2 separate regions of the Gossypium arboreum genome follow, and region 1 is linked to region 2. Evidence: chromatin contacts called from public Hi-C data. All regions are on one chromosome and are shown on one strand. Each heading gives the region's core, a stretch centred on a gene start, on an enhancer-like site or on the middle of the called end of the contact. The rest is flanking DNA. Distances are from core to core; before and after follow the strand shown.

The links. A called contact is a pair of places that touch in the nucleus more often than the background predicts.
Region 1: a contact with region 2 is called in a Hi-C map of leaf, with 2.4 times the contacts expected there. The contact joins the enhancer-like site here to the promoter of LOC108463335 in region 2. A contact is called at or near these places in 2 of 5 Hi-C or Micro-C datasets (both in leaf).

Annotation. Positions count from the first base shown.
Region 1 is chr13:106,305,254-106,311,308 of ASM2569848v2, reverse strand. All of the region lies in intron 1 of LOC108463768 (glyceraldehyde-3-phosphate dehydrogenase GAPCP2, chloroplastic), which reads right to left. Among protein-coding and RNA genes, the nearest start is that of LOC108463767, 15 kb to the left of the region's middle. Within about 2 kb of position 4,583, at least 2 of the 2 cell types and tissues checked have an H3K27ac peak or open chromatin away from gene starts, as enhancers often do. A contact at or near this core is called in leaf, where this site is marked.
Region 2 is chr13:106,259,533-106,265,280 of ASM2569848v2, reverse strand. It overlaps LOC108463335, which reads left to right and starts at 1,281. Exons shown (of 14, transcript XM_053023843.1): 1 at 1,281-1,532; 2 at 1,751-2,115; 3 at 2,847-3,030; 4 at 3,361-3,411; 5 at 4,378-4,508; 6 at 4,598-4,714; 7 at 4,821-4,940; 8 at 5,566-5,636. The coding sequence starts at 2,857. LOC108463336 (a long non-coding RNA gene) reads right to left here. Exons shown (of 3, transcript XR_001868056.2): 2 at 2,794-2,923; 3 at 2,483-2,683.

The sequences.
Region 1 (6,055 bases), core at 3,334-5,833, 43 kb before region 2:
AAATTAAACAAATTTTTTGGGGAAAAAATTGCCCAAAAAATTTAAATTTTTTCCTATTTGCCGGGTTTTTTTTCCCTTTAAAAAATTAAGTTTTTTTCTTTTAAAAATTTTTAAAAATTTTTAATTTTCCTTTAAAAATTTTGAATTTAAAATTTTCCAAAAAAAAAATAATTTTATTTTTCATTTTTTTTTTTATAAAAAAAACCTGGCCCAAAATTTCCCCAAATTACCCCCTTTCTTTATTTTCCAAATTTAAATTTTTTGCACCCCTTTTTTTCCCCGGAAATTTTTTAAAATTTAAATTTTCGGGCCCCCTACAATTTTTTTTTTGGGGCTTTCCCAAAAAACCTTTAAAGGGCCCCGGATTAACCGTAAACCCAAAAAACTTGGATTTAATCAGAAACCGGGACGAAACCCCTGAAAGCCCAAAATAAATAGGGTTTTTCTTTAAAAAACGGCAGGTTCCCAACCCCATCTTCCTTTTCCTTTTTTTCAAAACCCCTTTGGGTTTAAAAAACCCCCTTTTTCCCTTATGGCAAATTTTTTTAAAAAAATTTTCCTTTTTCCCGTTTTCTTTCCAAAAAAACCAAAAATTTAAAATTTTAAACCCCAAACCAAAAAAGACCCAAATTTTGGGGTTGTTTTTAAAATTTGTTTTTTTTTTTTTTTTTTTTTAAAATTTAAAAATTTTACCCGGGAAAATTTAAACTTTTTGGATTAAAAAAAATTTACCTTTTGGAAATTTGAAATTTTTGGGGGTTTTCTTTTTTTTTTTCGTAATTTTCCCCAAAAACCCGTTTTAAAAATTTTAAAAATTTTTAAATTTTGGGAAAATCCCCAAAGAAAATTGGGCCCACCTAAAAAATGGTTTTCAATTTAAAAATTTAGGGGGTTTTTAAACAGCCAAATTTTAATTTTTAAAAATTTAAAAAAATTTAAAAATTTAAAATTTTGCTTATTTTAAAATTTTAAATTTGGTCCCGTTAAAATAAAACTTTCCCCTAACCCAAAAAGTTAAAAAAAAATTTTTCCCTTTCTTTTTTAAAATTTTAAAAATATAAATTTTAAAATTAAAAGGGGAAAACAAAAAAAGGGAAATTTTAAATATTTTAAATACCCTTTCCCCAAAATCTTTAAACCCCAAAATTTCCTTTCTGTTTTTAAAAAGTGTTTTTTTTTTAATTTTTGGAAAAAAATTTAAAATTTTAAAAAAAAAAACCCAAAAAAGAAATTAAATAAATTAATTAATTAAAACCTAAAAAAAAATTTAAAAAAAAAAAATCCTTTAAAAAAAAAAAAATTTTTTTTTTTTTAAAAACCCTAAAATTTAAAAAAAATTTAAAAAATTAATTTTTAAATAAAAAAAATAAAATAAAAAAAAAAAAATTTTAAACCCTTTAAAAAATTTAAATTTTTAAAAGTTTCAAAATTTAAAATTTTGTTTTTTTAAAATTGGTTGAAGAAATTTTTTAATTTAAAAAAAAAAAATTTTCCAAAATTTTGGGCCCTTAAAATTAAATTTTTTTTAAAAATTTAAAAATAACTTTAATGGGAAAAATTTTTAAATTTGCCCCCCCCTTTCCCAAATTTTTTGTGAAATTTAAAAAATTTCAAAAAAAATTAATTGAAATTAAAAAAAAAAAAAAAATTTTTTTTTTTAAAAAAACCAAAATTTTAACCCCTCCAAAACAATTTATAAAAAAAAATATAAAAAAGGGGTTTTTAAAAAAAGAAAAATAAATAAAACCCCGAAAAAAAAATCTTGTCTTGCCCCTTGCACATGGTGTTAGAAGTTGATTAAATTGGGTTAATATTTATGTGCATAATGAACACTTCATGAAAGTTACTGGAACTTGAACACTGGTGCGAAAAAAAAATGCTCTACATTATTTCTTCTTGAAACAAAAAAAGAAAAATGGTTAAGAGTAAAATACTTCGCTAATTGCTCGAGGTTATGAGTAATATCTTAAGAATTGTGATCAATTGAGTAATTGGGGTGGAGTGTTTGAATTGTCATCTTATTTCGAGTTAAAAGATCAAGTGACATGTTAAGCCATTACTTTACTTTGTAGACTTTGGCAGTGAGTAGAGCTAATAGTTGTTTAGAGGTGTTGAGTTGAGTAAATAGGGTGGAATGTTTGAATTGTCAATTCAGTTCCCGTAAAAAGAGTTGATGACACTTTAAATAAATTATTTGATTTGAAGGAGAAAAAGAAAAAAAAAAAGGAAATTTGGAGAAAAGAGAAAGAGGTTGGTGTCTTAATAGGTTTTGTAAATATGGATTTCTATGACAATTAATTAAAGATTGGCTAAATGATTGTGTGTGCTTGATTGAAAATTTTCACACTTATTGCTTGTATTGCAAGTCGAAAGGGCTGTTTTATATACAGCCCTTGGCTTAATTTGAGTAAGATTGTGGAATGCTGTTCTTTTTTTAAAAAATTTGATTTATTTAATGGTGAAATATGGTATATGTTTAAGGATAAGCATCCACTAAGTAGGGAGAAATTGATATTATGTCAAATTAATATATTTATGTACTTTATTTTTATAAAATTTTGGACACAATGATATTATTTTTGGCGTTTATTGTCTGATTTCTAAGAATGTTCATAATTCGGTCAAAATCAAATTAACCGATCGAACCGATCTAATTTCATTAATTGGTCGGTGACTGAATTTAGTTCGATCGGAAGCCGATTAATAATTTTTAAAATTTTAGTTATTGATTAATTCAATCCAAAACTAAATAATTAACCAAATTAACTGAAATAAATAATATATATTGTTTATATAATATATATTAGCTAGCCGACCACCCCCAGCCCAAGCCCCCACTATAAACCCATTCCAAATATGCATTTATAAACACAATCCAAGTCAACTTAATAATTATTTAATTATAAAATTAACTTATATTACATAAATAATTTAATATAAAAACCCTTAAAGACCTAAAAATTAAAAACAAAAAGTGGAAATACAAATATACACTCCATAAGTTGAATCACCCAAAATCGAAAACCTTTTAGTGGCCCGACATCGACATTGACACACTCACCAGTGTTCAGAGTCCACCAGGTCACCATCATCATTTGTCCGCCATCATCTTTCACGTCCTAAGCCCCTAACCCAATGCACCTTCAACTTCAAGCTTTAGCTCTCTTCCGCCTAATGGTCGACAACCCGACACTCACCGCCACTCAACATCTATCAAGTCACCATCATGTTCGTCCTCCACCATCGTATTTTTTTTTTTATATTTTGTGGATTAGTTGCTAGAACATTATGAAGTAATTTTGTTTTTTTTTGTTTTTATTTTATTTTATCGAAACTTAATTTTGAAATAATTAACAAAACAGTCACTTAAATTTTATTTCAGTCACTCAACTTTTAAAAAATAATAAAATAATTATTAACATTATAAAAAAATGACAAAACAATTACTAATTAATAGTTTTTATTAGTGTTTTAAAAGGACCGCTAATGTAGTAAGTTAACTAGTTGACGTGGCCAGTGATGGTGAAAATTCACCCAATTTATGAAGAAATTAGAAAAAGCTAAGATAAAAAGAAGCAAACCAAGTTTAAAGATCCTCATACCTAGACCGTAGCTACCCTCTCTTCCTCCTACGACATTAAAGCTAAAACAATGATGCAATGCACCAAGAAGGTGATAAGTTCGCACCATCCATAACCCTCATCTAATTCAGATTATGTTCATGGCAGAGTTGATTAATAGCTAAGAAAAAACGTACTCAAACCTCATTTGCAATTATTCTAAAGATTAAACTACAATTAATCCCCTACTTCCATTTTACATCAATTAGCAAGCAGGCTAAGAAACAAATCATACCAAGAACAACATCAAAAAGTAAATAATTTTCAGTTAATGTAATTTAAATAAGAAATCAAGTATTATCTCAATGCAACTCCTACGCACTTACATAACCATTCAGGAACACACACACATCTCCTTAATTCCTTAAAATGCATTCAACTTTTCCCTTAATAACATTTCTTCAAAGTTTTCAACTTTTCCCTTAACCAGTCAAAATTAGGAACACCCAAATCCTAAAACTAAAATACCCAAAGAACCAAAACATGAATTTCCACCATTTTTCAAATGGAAAATCCAAAAAAGAACATATGAATTAAAAAGCTAATATATCTCCCTTGCAAAAGTGCAAAGCTGACGGATCTCACCTTCCATCAGCTGCACTTGCTTGTCCCCTGTCCTTTCCTACTTAAACTCCAATAAACGACATATTATATTATCCAAAACAGCAGGGTCCATTGTAACAGATCCCATAATTTGAGAAAAAAAATAAACAAATCTCTCCAAAAAAGTAATAAAAAAATCATTGTTTTTCTGTTCTGGGTTTTTCAACTTCGTTTCATTTTCTGGTGTTATTTGAAAAAGAAGAGGTGGAGAAGAATGTGGCCTGGCTTGCGTGTGGGGATTAATAAAATTAATACTAAAGAAGAAAAATTAAAAGAAAAGTGGTGGTGAATGCAACTCCGGAACGGCGGAGAAGCCTAATTTCTGTTTGTAAGTATTAAACTTCGTCCAAGTCGATGATATAAGGCTTGGTAAATAGCCATTGATGGTTATAAATTTTCAAAAGAACCGGCCAGCTGGAGCCGTCATCTACCATGTCCTCTTACCGTTACGTCTGCAGAAAACGGTAAAGATGATTGTTTTATTTTATTTTTTTTAAAGTTAACTAATTAAAATAAAATTTAAGTGATTATTTTGTTAATTATTTTAAAATTAAATAATTGTTAGTGTAATTTAAAAAAAAAAAAACCTGCTATCTTTACTTTACTATTTTACTTTACTGTTTCTATTTCTGTGAAACTTCAATTCATTTTTTAATCCTAAAATCCATATATGAAACTTTTCCCTTTCCATTTCCAATTCCCTTTCTTATTGTCTATTTCTGTGAAACTTGCATAGTGTAAGTACTTCTCAACCTTTAATTTGAGTTTTCCCTCTCTTCCTTTAGTTGAGCTAAAGAATTTGAGTTGGTATATTTTTCTGTGCAGATCATGCATTTTCCGTTTGCAATTTTTGAAAACAACAATGTAAATTTTATATATTTTATACATATTTTAATTAAAAGATAAAAACATATAAATTTTAGTTAAGTTAATTAACCGATTGAATTAATCAAAATATTTTAATTCGGTTCGGTTATTTGTTTAAACACTCCCACTCATAATTTCTATGTAGAAATGAAGTCCAAAATGTCGAAAACAAGTGAATATGAAGAAGTCAAATGGAAGATTGAAGCATGAGAAGAGTAATTTGATGTATTAGGCTTTTTAAAATTTAAGATTATTTGTCGATTGGGTCTATCTTAACTCTATTGGCATCAATATTGTTGCCAATGTAGGAGGTCATGGGTTCAAGTGTGCTGAAGTGCATTATCCTCCTATTTAAGAGCTGATGAGGAGGCTATATCAAAAAGAGTAGGTATGATAAAAAATTTATAATGAGATTAATGTTAAAAAAAATTAAGATTATTTTATTTTAATTTTTATTTAAATATTATTTGTAAAGATATTTTATTAAGAGTTGAATTAGAATTAAATTTTATCTTTTTTTTATTTAGATAAATATTTAATTTTATCTTTGAAGAGTTTGTTTAAGAATAAAAGATTAGGTAACTAATTAGGTCTTAGCTCAATTAGTATCAACATTGTTGTCAATACAAGAGACGTATGTTTCAGTACGCTGAAGTGCATTATCCTCTTATTTATGAGTTTGGGGAGGAGTTATGGATAGCAAACTAGGTATTAATTAGCTGAAAACAAAAATTATAAAATTTTTCTTTTGATTACTGTTGAACAACATAGTTATTTTTTCCTCTTTCTTTGTATTTCCAATTGGGTTTGATTAACCATTCTTTCAATCAAAATTTTTTATTAAGCTTTATTTAGTTTTGATTTCTTTTTTTAATTAATTATTATAAGAACGTAGACTACTGTTAGAATTGAGTGACCCGAATCCTTATTTAAGTAAAATACAATGGTAAAATAAAGTAAAAGTA
Region 2 (5,748 bases), core at 32-2,531:
TGAATTAGAAGAAAATTATACGACTTTGGAAATACTTCAGTTGAGTTGATTTATTCGATGTGAAATTAAATTAGGTGATTGTGTGAATCAATTAGAGAATTTGATTAAAGAATTTTCTTGAAAAATTAATTTGAAAAGTCTCAATGATTTTTGGGATAATTAATTTTGATCAAGTAAAATTAACTTAATTAAAATAAATATGATATTTTTGAAAATTAATTCTCAAGTCAGACATTTGGCCTAATGGATAATTGATCATGAAAATTGGACCGGAGATGAAAAATTGAACCTAAGAACCAAAACTGGAGACTAAAATCCAAAAATTGGTGAACCATGCCCTATGTATGAAATTGGACCAACAGTCCAACCGGTGGCTGAACAGGACCAGTCATGCCATCACTAGCCCGGAATGAATCGATTAGGCCTATTCGGGCCAAACAGTGATGGTTCGAGGTGCTAAGGAGAAGTGGCGCTGACAATGGCATTGCTGGGCATGGCAACTAAGACAGCGGTGATCCAATGGCTGATAGATGGTCATCAGTGATGGTTTTTTTACAGTAGAGTAATAAAAAAATTATACTCCTAGTGCGGTTCTACCAGATAACTTAATTTCAAATTAACTTTTCCAAAAATAATATTTTTTAATATTTAATTTAATTTAAAATTTATCTAGATATTAAATTAAATTTAATATTTATTTGATAATATTTTATTAATTTAATATTAATATGATTAATTCTAATTCTAGTTAAATTCTCTCTAAATTCTTCTTATATAAAGAGAGCATGGATCATCATTCTCATACACTTTCAAGAAAAGTTGAAAAGAGAAAATTCTCTAAAGAAATTATTTCAAAAATTTCTAAAGATATTCTTATTATTTACAACTTGACTCAAGAGTTTAGATAAATTAAAAACTTACCACTCTGGTAATTTTTGTCAATTTTTTTATTTGAAGCAAGCCTACACTCAGGAAATGTGAACTTGAGGATAGTAGAGAAGATTACTTGGTTGAAACGTTCATCCTAGACAAATCATAAATGTACGATTCTGATTAAATGTTTATTACTTTAGATAACACAACCAAAGTTTTTATTTTTTGAAAAAAAATTAAAACTTTGTTTTTCCCTTGCATCTATTTTTCGATGCATTTTTCGAACCTAATTTTCCAACAAACATTTATAAGAGGTGTTGTCAGCCATTTCCTAATATTACACGTGTCTTTTGGTTAATGGTTTTGTATTATCTAGGTTTAGGTGACCTAATGCTTTTCCTCTCCCTTAAGTGTAGGCTGCCCTTTAGCATAATAAGTAAGCATACAGCAAAAATGTTAAACAGTCCCCTTTGTTAAGAGTGTGGTCTCTCGACATGTGCTCACCTTATTGTGGGCTGGCAAAGTAGGAGTTCCAAGGTCTTGGTCGATAGGATCTAGTCTTTGCTGTTGGTCTTCGCTCGAATGGGGTTTGGTGAGGTCCGGTGAGGCCGTAGGGTCGAGAGGTGAGCTTGTTGGATTACCGTTGGTGGGCTTAAAAGGTATAGATATAACAATATTAACAATATAGATCTATCAAGGTTGAGGCTCTGATTATCTTTGACCAAAAATTACTTCTTAAAAATTATAAAAGTTTATTTTATTAATATTTATATATCTTTATTATTTTAAAAAAAATATTTTTTAGATTAATAAACCAGTTAATAATTAATAAATAACAGGGAATATGCTTTTTTCTCTCTTTTTTTTTTTGTGATAGAATATGCTTTTTCAAATACATGCCAATACCAACAGAAGGTAACGAAATAAAGGGATAACTTGACGCCCGAACAGTTGTATCTATTAACGACAAGGAGACTAATTGAAGAACAGAGGCGGGTATTCATTCATTCGTATTGGTAGGCAGAAGAGAGAGACACAGAGCGTTCCAATTTGCAAATGCCAAGTGTCGTGCTTTGCTAATGAATCCACTTGGCCAATATATATATATTTTTGAAAATTACAGAAGCCAATGCCGGTATCAATGGCATTTCACTCATCTTTCCTTCTTTTCTAAAATCTCTAGTTACCCATTTCTCCATTATATTCCTTTCTTCCTTCTCATTTTCTTCTCTTCTGTTTATGGTATTATTACTATTTCATATTTCCTTGTGTTAAGCTGGTATTTCTTTTCTCTTCGCGCTCTTTCTTATTTTTCCTTGCATGTATGTCTATATATATATGTATCTGATTTATGGGGTTTTTTTTTCATCTTTTTGTGTTTCGGCATTTTAACGTCAATATTTGAATTGACCATGTATGGTGTATTTCCCATATTATTTGTTTCATTGGAATTTGTTGATACCAATAAATCTTTAGATTTTTTTTGTTTAGAATCTTGGGAATCTTCATTTTTGGGGGTGAGTGTCTATGGTTCTGAGTATAGGTTAAAATTCCATCCATTTGTTTTAGGGAAGAAGGGAAGTGGAAAGAGAACAATGATTTCTCCTGGTTTTGTCTGGATAAAGAATATTTCATTGAGTGGTTCTTTGATCCTTTGTCTTGTTCAAAATTCATACAAAATGTTCTTTTTTCAGCGCTTAGGTAATTCCAATCGCTAATTGCCTCGTACACTTTGCTTTTGCTTTCGTTTCTCCTAATGGTAGACTGCTCCTTAGTGTTTTTACTTTGATGCATCCATCTTTGTGTTCTCCTGTGTTAGGAATACAATTTACATATGGATCATTAGCTATAAATGTATGAAACAGTTATCCATTATTGCCCCTTGAACGGCAAATTTCATAGTTCCATTTCTTTGCATACCGTGTGATGTTTCTATCAATATTGGAGTAATCGAATCCAATGCTGTTGAGCAGTCCTGCCACGATGGTCGGCTTCAAATATTGGGATGACTGTGTTGATCCTGAGGATTTGGAAGCAATGTGGCAACAACCTGCAGTGAGAAAAGAGTGGATTGATGTTGGGGAGACTCAAGGACAAAAAGTTCACCTATCAAGGGATCCTGAAGGACAGCCTTATTTGACACAAACAGAGATGCGGGTACGCAACTTGAATACCATATTATCAATACTTCACTGCTATTAAAAATTTGGGAATATTAATCTCAATAAGTAGTCTTCCATAAAGTTCGAATGGCTAAGAAGTTAAAATTTCTTTTATAACATTTAATCTTCCTTAAGTACTTTTGTTTTGGTTATTTTTAGATATTAGTCTGATTTTGTCTTATTCGTTTTTCCAACACATTAGCATGATACAGTAGTATACTTTGCTTACTCCTGTACTACAATAATAATAATAATAATAAATTCAAGACCGTTAGATTTTGCCACAAGGTTTTTACTTCTAATTTATCTTATGGTGCTGTTTCAGGCTGTTGCTGAAATTGTTACTAGCAGACATTTTGATACACATATAGATCCGGTATGTCACCTATCACCTGGATTTGTCTCCCGTACCACTGATTTCCAGTCTTGATCATACAGAAATTTATTATATGATTTTATCTTACATTAGTGTAAAATTACTCTGGTCAGGCAGTATAATTCCTGACAGAAACTCTTCTTAAATAATATGCATATAACAATGAAGTGTTACTATCATAATCCTAATTTCTGAAGACAAGGCTATTTTCAGGATACGCCATTTTCTGATGACATGAATATACAAATATCTTGAAATCTATACAATACAAATTATTAATGTATCAAAAGTTTTATAAATATATTATACCTTAAACACGATTATGACACTGCAAGTTTTTAAATCTATCCTGTTTATAGGAAACCTTCTATCTCTCTCTTCCTTTCCTCTGTATTTGTCTGAATGAATCTTACTTTTGTCCCAGATATTGGCTTTTGACCATTTTTGTTTTAAGGCATATAAAGAGTTGAATTTTTAACCACTGGAGTTTGACTGAGGGTCAATACATTACAATAAATATACGAAGTATTTACTCAAATAGATATCGTGAACCCCACCTTTATTTATCTCATTCTCAAAAATGGATTCTACAACAGCTAAATTGTGTCAAGTTGGGGGGAATGCTATAAACATTAAAAATCCAATACCAGATGGTAATATCACAAAAGGTTCTGTTAAAAGGAACTGCCGATTTGAGGTGAAGTGAATGGATGGAGGCAAAAAAGATTGACACCGTACAGTCCAATAATGACTATTACTTTCTAAAATATGTCTTGTATTAACAAAAGGAAAAAAGGCTAAATTTGCAGTGAATTCGCTACTTCCTTGTAGTACATTGTTTTGTAGCATGGCTCTGTTATGTGCCAATATACTATGTACATCCTAAATAATCTGTAGAAAAATTGAAGTTACAGTTATTACTTATTTCTAATTTTTAAAGTTTGGCATTCTTTCACCGTTCTGCAGGAGATGATTTGTACTATTGCAGAACTTGAAAGTAATAGGCAGCCTCTTGCCGAGCAACATGATAAGAAATCCAAGGTCACTACAGTAGGAATCATGCAGATTTCACTAGCAACTGCAGAGTCGATGGCCAAGTACAATTTTATGTTTTCTAGTGCAGCTGCATGTAACTAAGCTAAACCTGCTTTGGATTTATGAACTTGTAGTTTGAAAATTCTTGTAGGGAGTATCAGATTTCATTATACAAAATTGAAGGGGATCCAGACATTCTGTACAGGCCTTTTGTAAATGTATATTTCGGAGCAACCTACCTTAAATGGTTATCAAACTTTGAAAACAAGTGAGTTTGCAGTGAAGACCTTAGATCCATCTTGAATATATTACGTTACTAGATGAGGTCAGTAAATAATTTGGTATCATTTCTCTCGAATGTTCTGAATTTGCAGAGTTAGAACTGAAGAGTTTATGGTCAGGGCTTATAAGGGTGGTACAAAGAAAGCAACTCATAAATCAACCCTGCCATATTGGAAGCGTTATATTTCTGTGAAAGAGACTTTTACACCCAGGTTTTTATTACCCCTCAAGAAAGTTCTGCATTTGAATAACAAATTTTACTCAAGTACTTCTTGAAACTTTCCAGGGGAAGATGTAGTCTTTTATCTTTATTTTCCTGGTTCTCTAGGGCTTTTGGTTTTTGCCTATTCATCTTCTCTATTTGTCGGATTGAAATTCATATTCTTCGTGGATGAACTTCCAACTCCAAATGGTTTTAACCCTGTACGGGTTAAAATTTTTAGGTACCTTAAAGTGAAGAGAAAGTGCCAACAGCACGCACTACCTTCCAGTACTATCATTAGATTTTCTCTAAGTGCACACTGTGCTAGTCCAGCTTCATGTCCATTTTCTGGGTTGGATCATATATCAGTGAGGCTAAATTCTAGACAAGTCTTTTTTTTTTTTTTTTTGTGTCATTAAACTGAAATTATTATCTGTGTGCTTGAAGTTTCAATTTCCACTTCTTTGCTTTCACTTCAGCTTATCTTGTTTATCTTCTGAAGAGCAAATATTTGTCCAAATTGAAGCTATGCTGCCTTGTGAAGCAGATATAAACCAGTGAAAAATGAAAAGTTAACAGCTATGCTAATAGAACTAATCTATCATTATAGGGATTGACTTCCATTTGTCGTTCAGGTGCAGAAAACATTCTAATGGTCCGACTACTCAAGCACCAACTTCAACTGCACTGGATTCATCGAACTCAGGTTGTTCCCCTCTTATTTACTTGAGGTTATTTGATGCAATTTTTAGTCAGTAAATCATCAATCTATCTCATAAATGAATTTTTACTTCCATCAAGTAGAAGGAAAAATTCTA